2 separate regions of the Mus musculus genome follow, and region 1 is linked to region 2. The links are chromatin contacts, called in public Micro-C maps. All regions are on one chromosome and are shown on one strand. The core of a region is the stretch at or near the end of the contact, and the rest is flanking DNA. Distances in the headings are between cores, read along the strand shown.

Region 1 (6,141 bases), core at 2,990-5,489, 350 kb after region 2:
ACTCTAGGCTTCAAAGTCTTTCTAGATGTTCCCTGGGGCTCTCTCATTCTTTCCCTGCATCACCTTAGGTAAATGGTGAAAGACCTGTGGGCTGCCGGGCAGCCTCTTGGAGGTCCCCCATCACAACCTGGCAGTAGACACAGAGCCTCTCCTTACCTTCAGCAGTGTTAAAATCCCAGCGGGGTCAAGTCAAAGGAAAGGCTGCATCAATATCAGCCTGGACTTGAGTAGGCAGCCCATTTGCCCCTGGAACCAATTTCCTGGTGGCTCCCACAATCCTCTCTCTCTCTCTTCTGTCGTGAAGAGGACCTGGAGCAGCTTGGTTGCTGACAGTTGTCCAGGTAGGCTGGTGAGTCAGCATGATGGAATTCAGAAGACCTTTGAGAGCTGATAGCCTTTCTAAAACTGGGCAGTCCTGGAACTTCCAATTGTAAAGATCAGTACTGGCAAATGACACATGTCATAAACTGTCTCCCCTGAGCATCTGAGGGTCCTGTATCCCAGAGGGGTAAGGCCATAATAGAGTTAGCCCTCTGGGCAGTACAGGCCAGAGTGTACTGCCCCAGAGTGTGAGGTGGACTCCAAGTGGAAATCTGGAGAGTCAGGGGGGTCGGGCTGTTCCTCCATTGGCCTATGCAGGAGAACAGAAATCCTACTCAGGAGCAGAAAGGGGGCTTGACAAGGCAGGGGGCCGAGGCTGGCCCTTCTCAGGCCATCTTACTTTATAGATGAGCCATTGTTTCCTGCAAAAGACAGTGTGCAGGCTTGAGCAACCAGATCAGAGTCTTCTGAGACTCCACAAAAGTCCTTAAAATGGTTCAGGACCAAGCCCAGTGGGGTGCTTTGTGCCTGTCCCAACCTAGGAATCAAAATTTTGTAGCCGGGCGTGGTGGTGCATGCCTTTAATATCTAGCACTTGGGAGGCAGAGGCAGGCGGATTTCTGAGTTTGAGGCCAGCCTGGTCTACAGAGTGAGTTCCAGGACAGCCAGAGATACACAGAGAAACCCTGTCTCAAGAAGACAAAAAGCACAGAGTACACACATCAGACACAGAAGGACATTCCCAGGAAAACAAACACCAACCAAAAGGCTGTCTCAGACGGTCTTCCTCCCTGTGCATGGGAGGCCCACAGACCCACAGGCAGTTCAGAATCAGATGAGAACTAGCAAGTTCTCCAGCTTCTGGTAGAGCTGGGTGTGGAGCATCCTCCATTGCCCCTGGCTGGGTGACAAAATACAAGTCTGCTTTGTCCCTCTCAGCCTCCAGATTAAACCCGAAACAAGAACACTTAAATGGACAGAAGACAGCCCAGTGACAAGTTCCTCCTAGAAATGTTTACTTCCTTCAGCTTCTGTTACAGGACCTGCCGTAGATTTCCTTCTACTTCTGTTCTCTCTCCCCTCCCCACCCATGCCCGTCCCACCCAGCAGTGAGTCTTGGGGGTTGGGGGGGGGGGGTTCAAAAAGCTCAAGAGTTCAAAGTCAGCCTCAGCTAGTCAGCAGATATGAAACCAGGCTGGAATGCCTGAGATTCTGCCTCAAAAACAAATAACTGCTAGGCACAGTCCTTCAATCCCAGCATACAAAGGCAGGCAGGTATCTGTGAGTCTGAGGTAGCAAGATTCAGGCCAACCAGGGCTACACAGTGATACAAAGCCTCAAACAGGAGCAATAAACAGCCTCAGAAGCATGCTTAGAGTCCTCTGTCCCCACGTGGAGGAACAATCTCTCATCAAGTGCTGGGAGCCCTGCCCCACATTGTCTCCAGGTCACGTAGCTCTGCCAAGCAGGTCCCCACAGACCCAGGGCTCCCCCCACCCGAGTCCAGGCTCTGTGCATTGTCCTGCCTAATACTCCTCCCTAGGGCATGCCACACAGGCAAGATTTTCTGTTTCACAAGGGCCCTTTCTCTTGAGCCTGCCAGAGGGGATGGAAGAACACTGTCCGCTGTGGACAAGCCATGAATCTAAATCTTTCTTTAACACCTCTTGTTCCCTCTCCCCATGTATCCAGGACCACAGGTGAGTGATGCACCACACATAACACGTACCCAGCAGTTACTAGGAGACTGGATGGATGTACAGTCCGACACCATGGAGCTCTTCCCTGGCAGCTGTGTGTGTGTGTGTGTGAGACAGACAGACAGACAGTCTTGAGTGCAAGTGGTCAAGAGACCAGGAGAGGAGGTCGGATGCCCTGGAGCTGGACTTACTGGACTTACAGGCCCGAGTGCCTGCCATGGGTGCTGGAAGCAGACTCCCCTTCCCGAGCAGCCCATGCTCCTGAGCACTGAGCCATCTCTCCTGCCCCTCTTAGCATTATCTTACGCAGAGTCACTGCTATTGCGATTTCCACTCCCTCCCACCTGGATTTCGCTGTCTCAGCATGTATCTGGCCCTGTGTGATCAAAGCTCAGATCTGAGCTGGCCTTTTCTGAGTGTCATTACACTAGTAATACTTTTTTTTTTAAAGATTTATTTATTTTATGTAAGTACACTGTAGCTGTCTTCAGACACACCAGAAGAGAGCATCAGATCTCATTACAGAAGGTTATGAGCCACCATGTGGTTGCTGGGAATTGAACTCAGGACCTCTGGAAGAGCAGTCAGTGCTCTTAACCTCTGAGCCGTCTCTCCAGCCTCCGCTACTAATCCTCTTCAGTCACTTATCAGCTTCTTACAGTGCTGCAAATGCCTCACTGTTGCTGTGCTCCCCTTATTCCAGATGTGTCCGATTACCATCAAAACCCGTACCTTCTTGCTACACCTGAACATGCTAAGCATGTACAGCCTACTCTGCTCCCGGGGACCCTGTAAACTGCCAAAGAGAAGAGCCTCAAGAAGCCTTAGTTTTAATATTACAAAGCAGAACTTTGGGCATATCTCAGTGGTAGAGCCCCTGCCTAGAATCCCCCAATGAGGGGCTGGGGGCGTGGCTCAGTGGTAGAGCCCCTGCCTAGAATCCCCCAGTGAGGGGCTGGGGCATAGGTCAGTAGTAAAGTGCTTACCTTCCAAGCACAGGCCCTGAGTTCCATCTGTAGCATGACCATAAATAAATAAATAAATAAATAAATAAATAAATAAATAAATAAATAAATAAATTTATTTACTTTTGAGCAAACAGATTTACTGAAGATCCCTGGAGAATGTGAGAGGCCCCAAGGGAGGAATACCCAAATCCATTCAAAGTGAAAGCAAAGAGCAAGGCTGTCTGTCCTGAATCCCCATGTGTGGTGAGAGGCATGGGAATGGGAGTCTGACTGGGACAGAAGCCCAGGGACAGCTCTCCACAAGACCTGAATGAATGTGACCCTCTGCACCCAGTGTCACTTCTCTCCAGAGCAGAACTGCGATGGTCACCATGCAAACAGGAGCTGGCCTGAAGGTGTAGTAGTGACACATGACACAATGTGCCAGACATCCAAGGGCTGAAACCCAGTTCTCTCTGATCAACTCTGGGGGTCAGAAGCCCTGTTACCAACTCCATACTGCAGTCACACAAACGGGCACCAAGAGGTTAAGAAGTTAGTGTGGGCTCACACAGTAGAAAATGGCTGGAGTTCGGATGCAGGCACCCTGGCTGATTCAGACACTGGACAGGAAGCACTACTGCCTGCCGTTTCTTGGGAAGCGACTTCCAGTCTCCAAACATTTTCCTCTGCTGTGCAATGGGCATCCACACACTTAGCCTCCTGTCCTGCCCCGTAGGGTTGAGCATCCTCAGACTTGGACCCTGTGGGATCTGCAGCCAGGTGCAGAGGCTGTGCACACCTGTAACTTCAGTACTTGGGGTGTGGAGACAAGAGGAGCAGGAGCTGAAGGTCATCCTTGGCTAAACAGAGTTCAAAGTCATCCTAAGCTATGTGAGACACTCATACAGGAATACATTCTTAAAAGGAACTTTTGTTAGCCCCACCTGCAGGAAGTAAGTTTGTGCCAAAGCCCTGGGCCCCTTACCTATGCAAGTTCCTGTTAGGTTACACCATCCCCCACTGAGATCTAAGCCTTGGAAACCCCAGGAAACAACTGAATGTCCAGTCCTTTGTGCCCTTCCTGATGAGAGAGCCTCTCTCCCCACCTACTGACACTTAGCAAAGGCTCCATCACGGCCCCACCTCTGGTTAAAGGAGGAAGCTGGGTCTGGGTCGGAAAGTCCCGCCCAGGTGTGAAGCAAGCCCTTCCTCTGCCCACACCCTTCACCATGCCCAGAAGATAAAGTACACAGGATGAGGGCCAGCTCATACACAGCCCTGCAGTCCTGTGCGGCACGTCCAGCATGTTGTTTGCCTGTGCTCTCCTTGCCCTCCTGGGTCTGGCAACCTCCTGCAGTTTCATCGTGCCCCGCAGTGAGTGGAGGGCCCTGCCATCCGAGTGCTCTAGCCGCCTGGGGCACCCAGTTCGCTACGTGGTGATCTCACACACAGCCGGCAGCTTCTGCAACAGCCCGGACTCCTGTGAACAGCAGGCCCGCAATGTGCAGCATTACCACAAGAATGAGCTGGGCTGGTGCGATGTAGCCTACAAGTGAGTATGGAGTGGGCTGAAGGAGGTCGACCACACCTTCCAACCCTCCTGGTGCTGGATCTGCAATCTCCTGTGGGTGCTGAGGCTTTCTCCCCTGTAAGAGGGGACAGGAGCTGCTTCACATACAAGGTGACTTTCATATGTATCTTTCCTAAAGGCCTAGGCCTTGCCAGGACAACACCAGGCTGAGCCTTGCACCAAGTGAGTGGGCATATTGCAAGGCAGGACCAGGGAAACAGATGCTCAGGGCCCAGCTTCCTCTTCTGCAAAGGTCAACGGTATTATGGCCCCTAATACCCAATACCCAGGAAACTGGCTAGCATATGGCAGGAGCCCCAAAGCTATGGGCTAATGTCTCCTGTGTGCCAGAGTTCTAGATGGGAGCATTGCTTGAAGCATATCACGATAGCCCTGTGTGCATAAAGACAGAAAAAGATGTGTTTGGGGTGGACCAAGAACCCACTGGCTCCGTGTGTAAAGGTGTTTCCTAGCAAGTACAACAACCTGAGTTCTAACTCAGGCAGAAGGAGAAAACTGACTATTGATGGACTGATGGTGTCCGTGACACCTACGCATGCATCACATACACGCATCTCTCACTCACACACACATACACACACACACACACACACACACACACACACATGCTTTAGGGGGGAGGGCTTTGATAGGCACAGTATTGATGCCTGTAATCCCAGCAGTTGGAAGGATAAGGAAAGAGGATTGCAAAAAAAAAAAAAAAAAAAAAAAAAGAGGATTGCTGTGAGTTCAAGGCTACCCTGGGCTTCTCAGCAAAATCTTATCTCCAATAAGGGTGGATGGAGGTGGGGGGAAATAGGTGAGAGAGATGTCAGATCCCTAGGTAAGGGACGGCTTCCTGTGGCTTTGATGTGGCTCTAGAAGAGGCAGAAGGAAGCTAGGGATTGGGGTGTCCGGCACAGAGGCAAGTCCTAGGAGGTTCCTTCAGCCAAAGATGGGGTGGGAAGGGAGGGAGGGGGCACGGACGCAAAGGTCATGGTGAGTATTGCGGTCAAACAGTATCCACACAGAAGGTTCTGGGTGAGGGACAGGCATAGATCGACCCAGGTGTTAGTAGGCTCCCACTGGCTGGCCACAAAGGTCTGCTTAGATTGATCCGTCACACCTGCTTTTCAGTGTCACAGGCCGGGGTGTCATACCTGGGCCTGTTTGAACCCTATGACTTCTAAGGCTGCGCTAAGAGCCAGTTGCCTGCAGAATCGACTGGAAATGCCAGTGCCCATAAGACTGCTCTCTCTGCCAAGCACCTGAGGGTCAGAAGCCATCCCACCTGAGAGGGTTTTTGTTTCTGTTTGTTTTTCGGTTTTTCGAGACAGGGTTTCTCTGTATAGCCCTGGCTGTCCTGGAACTCACTCTGTAGACCAGGCTGGCCTCGAACTCAGAAATCCGCCTGCCTCTGCCTCCCGAGTGCTGGGATTAAAGGCGTGCACCACCATCGCCGGCCCCACCTGAGAGTTTAATCATTCTAAGGCTCCAGCATCAAAGCCCCTCCCCTAGATTGAAGTGGGGTAGGGAAGGCTGAACTGGGGCCACAGCTTTCAGCCTCAATTTCCTTGCCTGTAAATGAAGGTTTGGGTTT
Region 2 (6,382 bases), core at 2,607-5,106:
TGGTTTCAAGATGGTGCTCACACTTCCTCTTCCTGATGAGCTGTGAGGTAGGTCCACCCATGTGCACCCTGGCATTTCTGAGATACCTTGAACCTCTGTATAGGTGATTCCCCTGGGACACCCTTAATCCCCAGAGAAAATACATGTCTGGAATATGAACATTATCCCCTGGCAGGGCAGTAGACACAGGAAGCAGCTAAGAGGTCTGAGGAGACTATGACAGTGACCTGCTGGTCTACAAGGAAGAGATAAAAGCCACCATAAAAGGAAAGGTCCTGATTCAGGCATATTGGTTTATTAGTATTCCTTGAGTGTCAACAGGCTATGCCTGTTCTTCACTGTGGTAACTGCAGCTCATGTCTGGAGAACTGTCCACAACAGTACAGCCTGTTCTATTTCCTTATAGGAGAGACTATACTGGCCTCAACAGAAAAGACCTTTTCAGTTTGACCTGTGTAGTCTCTCCTTCACTGATGGAACCCTGACCTTCTTGGAAGTCTCATGAACCCATTAGGACAATCGGTTAATGGCCTGGGGATCTTCCCTGATGTGGTCTCCCTCTGGGTCACTAGGATGACCAGGAGACATAGCCTGATCATGGCTCTCATGGCAGTACACGGTTTGGTTCCACATGGAGCAAGACATTGACTACAACAAGCACTCTTCTCTGCAGACAGAAAGTCAAGATCTAACCCTAGCACAAAGCTTCTCAGGGCCCACAGGAGGCTGGAACAGAGGTGTGGAGTCAGGAGTTTCTGGTACTCAGCTCTGTAAGATGCCCATGGCTTCCACAGGCCCTTCTTTCTTTCCTCAAGGACTTTCTCGAGGAAGGTTTCCTATGAAGGACCCCAAGATCTAGACAGAGGCTGATGTCCTTGGCTGACTTGCCCACCCTGTATCCAGGTTTCTCCAAGATGAAGTTAAATGAGGGATTCTGCACACCTGACATTGTTCTCCACCATGTGTGTCCTGCACTAAATGTTCAAGCCCCAACATGGAGACACAATGCTGAGGGAAAGGAGACACAGGCCAGGCCTGACACTTCTGTGTGTCTAGTGGAGGGACCCAACCCAGCACTCAGACTTCACAAAGAATTACTTACAGTACACCTGAAGGAACATGGATGTATTTGATTCCAGTTTTCCATTTTTACTTATGGTACGAAGAGTGTAATATCCTGTGTCCTCCTGGGTGACATTTTGGATCCACAGAGACCCATTTCTGTGCAATGTCTCTCTACCGCTGTGCTCAGGTCCAGTCACACTTACATTATATTGTAGTGAATACAGTGCAATTCCAAGTTTCAAATTTAGCAACCCTCTGTACCAGGCAAGGCCTAGAAGATTCTCTGGCAGATTGTAAACATGTAGAAGAACATTTTCTCCTTCAACCACTTGGAGTGGTAAAGAATGGATGATGACTCTGGCAGTGGTGGGCAGGAGCCAGTAGGTTAAGATGGAGGCTAGAGGGAGGAGAAATAAGTCACCAATCATGAGTATGTTTGAGCATCCCTCAGCTTATGCCTATGGGTAGTGGTATGCCCATAATAGAGATGTGCACCATAACCTCCATGCCTTCAGAGGGTATCATTTCTTCTCTGTGAAATCCTCTACTCAGTTGTCCCCATATCACTCTTCATCTAAAGAGTGTGTGCTGTGATGAGAATGAGCTCTCTTTCATCCTCCTCTGCTTCCTCCTATCCCTCCTCCTCTCCTGCACACAATCCTCACTTTCTGGATTGTGTTTTGTTCTAGTTACAGTTCTATTAAACCATTGAATCTATTCTCTGGTGTGCCCTTCCCCCCAGCCTTGATCTGGCTGATTCAGACCTTGTGTTTCTCACAGTCAGCTAGCCCACCTAGGGTGGAGTCTTCCAAACTAGGTAAAATCTATTGTCCTGCTACATCTGCTCCTTCTTCTAAGAAGCCACTACCTGCTGAGAGGCTGAACCTGTTTTTCTGATGAGATCTTGACAAAGCAACAAGATCCTGGCATAGTAGGGGATGGGTCCCCTCCCCCCTTATAAGATCAGACTCATAAACATTGGGCCTTGATCAGAGAACTTTGTCTTGGATCGTTAGTTCTCTCTCTGTCCATCCCATACATCCCCAGCTTTCATTTCAAGAACTCAATTCATGTAGCTGCTGGAGGCTATACTCTAGATATTGTGACTTCTGGATCACTAGAAAAGGCTCTGTGGTGTAGATACTTTGATCCTTCTTAGAAGGGGGAACCAAATACCCATGGAAGGAGTTACAGAGACAAAGTTTGGAGCAGATACTGAAGGAATGACCATCCAGAGATTGTTCCACCTGGAGATCCATCTGATATACAACAACAAACCCAGACACTATGATGGATGCCATCAAGACCTTGATGACAGGAGCCTGATATAGCTGTCTCCTGAAAGGCTCTGCCAGTGCATGACAAATACAGAAGTGGATGTTCACAGCCATCCATTGGACAGAGCACAGGGTCCCTGATGAAGGAGATAGAGAAAGTACCCAAGGAGCAGAAGGGGTTTACAGCTACATAGGAGGAACAACAATAGGAACTAGCCAGTACCCCCAGAGCTTCCTGGGACTAAACTACCAAGCAAAGAAAACACATGGTGGGATTCATGGCTCTAGCTGAATATGTAGCAGAGGATAGCCTAGTTGGTCATCAATGGAAGAAGAGGAACTTGGTCCTGAGAAGGTTCTATTCCCAAGAATAGGGGAATGCCAAGTACAGGAAGCAGTAGAGGGTGGGTTGGGGAGCAGAGGGAAGGGGAAGGGGGTAGGGAGTTTTCTCAGGGGAAACCTAGAAAGGGTATGACATTTGAAATGTAAATAAAGAAAATGTCTAATAAAAACATTTTTTGGTTTTTTTTTAAAGGCTTTGTGAAAACAGTGATTAGAATTATCTTTTTGGAATGTTCAGCTCCTTAAAAGATCTCAGAAAATAATGGGGGTAAAAAGGAAGGAAAAAAAAAACCAAAGGAAACAGGAAGGAAGGAAAGTAGGAAGGAAGGAAGGAAGGAAGGAAGGAAGGAAGGAAGGAAGGAAGGAAAGGAAGGAAGGAAGGATATCTCCATGAATTTATCTACATAGTGCCCAGGTTTGTTACAAATGGCTATCATTACATTCAAGTGTGATTTATATTTCTGTATTGTATATGTGGGTTTGGGAAGGCACGTGTCTCAGTGTGCACATTGCAGGTACATGACACACATGTGTATAGAGGGCAGAGAAGACCCTGCAGTACCCTGTATCTCCATCTACCCTATGAGAGCTGAGGAATGAATTCAGACTGGCATGTCTCCACACACTGAGCCATCTCATTGCCCCTCCCAGGTTTAATTTCAATTTGGAAAATCAGCATGTCAGGGTTGGAAACAAGGGCTTCAGATCATGGCAGCCAATGTGACTGATTTTGAACAGGGGTACCTGAGGATTATCCTCCCCTCATCAGCTCCTGTCTGCTCAGAGCTCCTGCTGCTGAGCCTCTGTCCCTCAATGTATCTTCTGCACTGCAACTACAGACACCCAAGTCTTCTCTAAACATCTCCTCTACAGAAGACATTGGGCTTCTGAGTTACCCTTCCCATACAATCAGATAGTTGAAACACTTACCTGTGAGCAGGACCCTCTGCCAGGAGGTACACACTTTGCTGAAAAGTTCAAAGGACACCACCATATTTAGTCTCACTGTACTGTCCTTTCACTGAAAAGACCTTCAGCTCCTGCAAGGCACCTGGTCTCCGATTTCCTTCTTTCTTCTAAGTGGAATTTCTCTCAGGCAGGAGCACTTCCAAGAATCCTACAGGCTGTGGGATCTGTGTCCAAAGCACTGCTCAGTCACTTCCACTCTCAGTGCTGCCCCACATCTTTCTCACATTTTCTCTCTTTATGTTTCTTCTCCAACAAAACCTTGAGTAACAAGGCTGATAAGCATCGACAAGCCCTCAGAGAATAACAACTCATCCAAGGGCTGACATCTGCTGACTCCTGGACATGTGTCTGTCAGCATCAGAGAGGGAGCCTTCATCTTTCCTATGTGTCCCTGTGACACACAGACCCAGCTGAGCACCCAGTCTGCCCTGTGTCCTCAGTGCTCTGGGAAGGTGGGATTTCCCAACAGGATGGTGACAAATATTACTGTGAGTGTTGGAAGAAACCAGAGTTGTGTGACAACTGAGGATGAAGATAAACCCTTTATTACTAATGTCACCAGTTAAGTTCCTGACTCAAGACTGAGTTCCTGAAGCAGCTGTGTGATGAGATTTATGTTCTTGGTGTTGGGGAAGAGGTGACCTGTATGTCCTGGAAAGGACTGTGGGCTCCTCTTCCTACTGACTGCTTCAGGTAACCTTCCAGAATTATGGGTTGGTTGAACTGTGTGTTGGCTGAGCCAAACTGCTCTTTGGTCTTCCTGGGTCACCTATGCCCTTTGTCTGGGTGATTCTGCAGCAAAAGTCCTGACTTCCCCTTGGGAGATGCCAGGAGGGAGGGGAATTTCAGGATGCCCAGCAAGGGGCGGGGGCATAGACACAGGAAACAGAGCAGGGTCTAGGGAGAGAGATCAAGGTTAGTGGGGACAGGAATGGAAAGCAGACTCCTAGGCAAGGTCAAAGCTCAAGGAAACAATTGAGAGTTAGGTGTGGAACCTGATACCTCAGAATAGAGTTTTCTGGGAGAACTGAAGGCTCATTTCCAGGGCTAGAGCAGGGGGGTAAACACCACAATATGACCTGCCCTGGTCCCTTCAGCAAGGTGGGATGCAGGGACCATCATCCTGCTCATGTGCTTTGCAGATCTCATGATTCCATCTAGGGTGGGATGAGTCTAGGCAGGCTTCCATATTCTCCCTGGGAAATCCAAGACTAAAGTTGGATGAAGTGGTGTGCCTCCAGAGGATAGGTCCTTTCAGGAAGAGCTTTGTACCCAAAAATGTAAGTGGAAAAGCATGGTTCATTTCTCTTCAGACTCAAGCAAGAGGACAGTAATGGAAATGGGGTGCACCTGTACTCACTGGCCCATGTCTAGGGTCTCAATCCTTCCTTCTCCTGGCCCAATGGATACTGAGGGACCCCTACTGAGGACAGGAAACAGAACAGTGATTCAAATGGAAGTGCCAACTGCCCTTCCCTGTACAGTGATATAGGTCTCTTTATCTCACTGTGATAAAAACACTGTGAACAGAAGCAGTTCAGGAGAGCAGAGCATGCACTTCCTGTCCAGGTCTGGGACATAGTGTGTAACCTCCCCCCACAGCCTGAAAACAGGCTGAGCAGGCTTGACTTGTTGTCACTAGGAAATCACCTGGGGTGGAGCCTGCCACCCTATTGTTCTACCACTGCCACCGCTGCTACCTGCCACCTAGCTATTCCTGAGCCTACACGTGGTCACCTGCAGCTGGACTACAAGGATGATTCGGTGGGAATGGGCCCCCTTTTTATAAGCACATGTTCCCCAATATTGAACTTGAATCTTGATCAAACTATTGTCTTGGTTCCATCCTTTCTTTCGTTGCCTAGATTCCCTCTTTTCTTCCAGATTCCAAGGTGCCTTCCAGGCTTGAACCTGGACATGTGAGCCGCTGGTTGGCCTCAACGATAGTGTAGCCCTGAAGGAAGTCAAGGCAGAAAACATGCTGCTTGCTGGATCATTTGCTGGATCATTCTCTGGATCATGCTTAGCTAGCTCTCTTATGCAACCAAGGACCATCTGCCTATGCATGGTGCTGCCCACAGTGCCCTGGGCTTCCTGCATCAGTTAAGACAATTGCTTTCAGACATATCCCCAGCCAGAGCAGATAAGGAAATTATTCAGTGTAGAATTTTCCCCCAGGTGACTTCTGGCTGTGTCAAGGTGACAGTTAAAACTAACAAGGACACTGTATTAAACTGTCAAGTCCTTCTCCAAAGGGAGACACCACAGGAAGTTTCCTATTCTACAAATGAGTGTCCTTCTCTCTCCATTCAGACATCATATGTGCTGATGTCCACAGCCCCACACAGCTGAACACTCAGCCAGGACACCAGTCAAGGTTATCCACATTTGGTTTACTCTTCAAAGGTCACATAATCTGAGCTCAGGGATGCTCTGGTTAACACTGGTGACATTCTTAATAGTAAGCAAAAAGGCATCTTAAAAGCATAAATATCATCCTGACAAGGGACAGGCCTCCAAGGCACATTCATCCCCTGTCTCTTCTGACTCCACTGAACTCAGAGCAGAAGCCAATCACCAGCTGAAACAAAAAAGGAGCTGGGAAATTTTGAGGTAAAAACCTTGAGAATGATTCCAAGTTCTGAGTGATCCTCCGGGTCATGGGAGTGATCCTCTGGGTCATGGGATTATGGAAGCAAATGGATGGACAGGAAGGCATGGGCAGAGGA

Evidence for each region. Hi-C and Micro-C count contacts between places; a contact is called where the count stands out from the background.
Region 1: a Micro-C map of embryonic stem cells shows a contact between it and region 2, with 5 times the contacts expected there. The contact joins the promoter of Pglyrp1 here to the promoter of Psg25 in region 2. A contact is called at or near these places in 12 of 39 promoter capture datasets (the 3T3-L1 cell line, 3T3-L1-derived adipocytes, cranial neural crest and 6 more), 1 of 15 datasets of contacts at CTCF or cohesin (embryonic stem cells), 5 of 484 Hi-C or Micro-C datasets (embryonic stem cells, liver, palatal mesenchyme and 1 more) and 1 of 9 other capture datasets (embryonic stem cells).

Annotation. Positions count from the first base shown.
Region 1 is chr7:18,880,451-18,886,591 of GRCm38.p6, forward strand. It overlaps Pglyrp1 (peptidoglycan recognition protein 1), which reads left to right and starts at 4,240. Exons shown (of 3, transcript NM_009402.2): 1 at 4,240-4,523. The coding sequence starts at 4,276.
Region 2 is chr7:18,528,371-18,534,752 of GRCm38.p6, forward strand. It overlaps Psg25 (pregnancy-specific glycoprotein 25), which reads right to left and starts at 3,857. Exons shown (of 5, transcript NM_054060.1): 1 at 3,615-3,857; 2 at 1,103-1,462. The coding sequence starts at 3,678.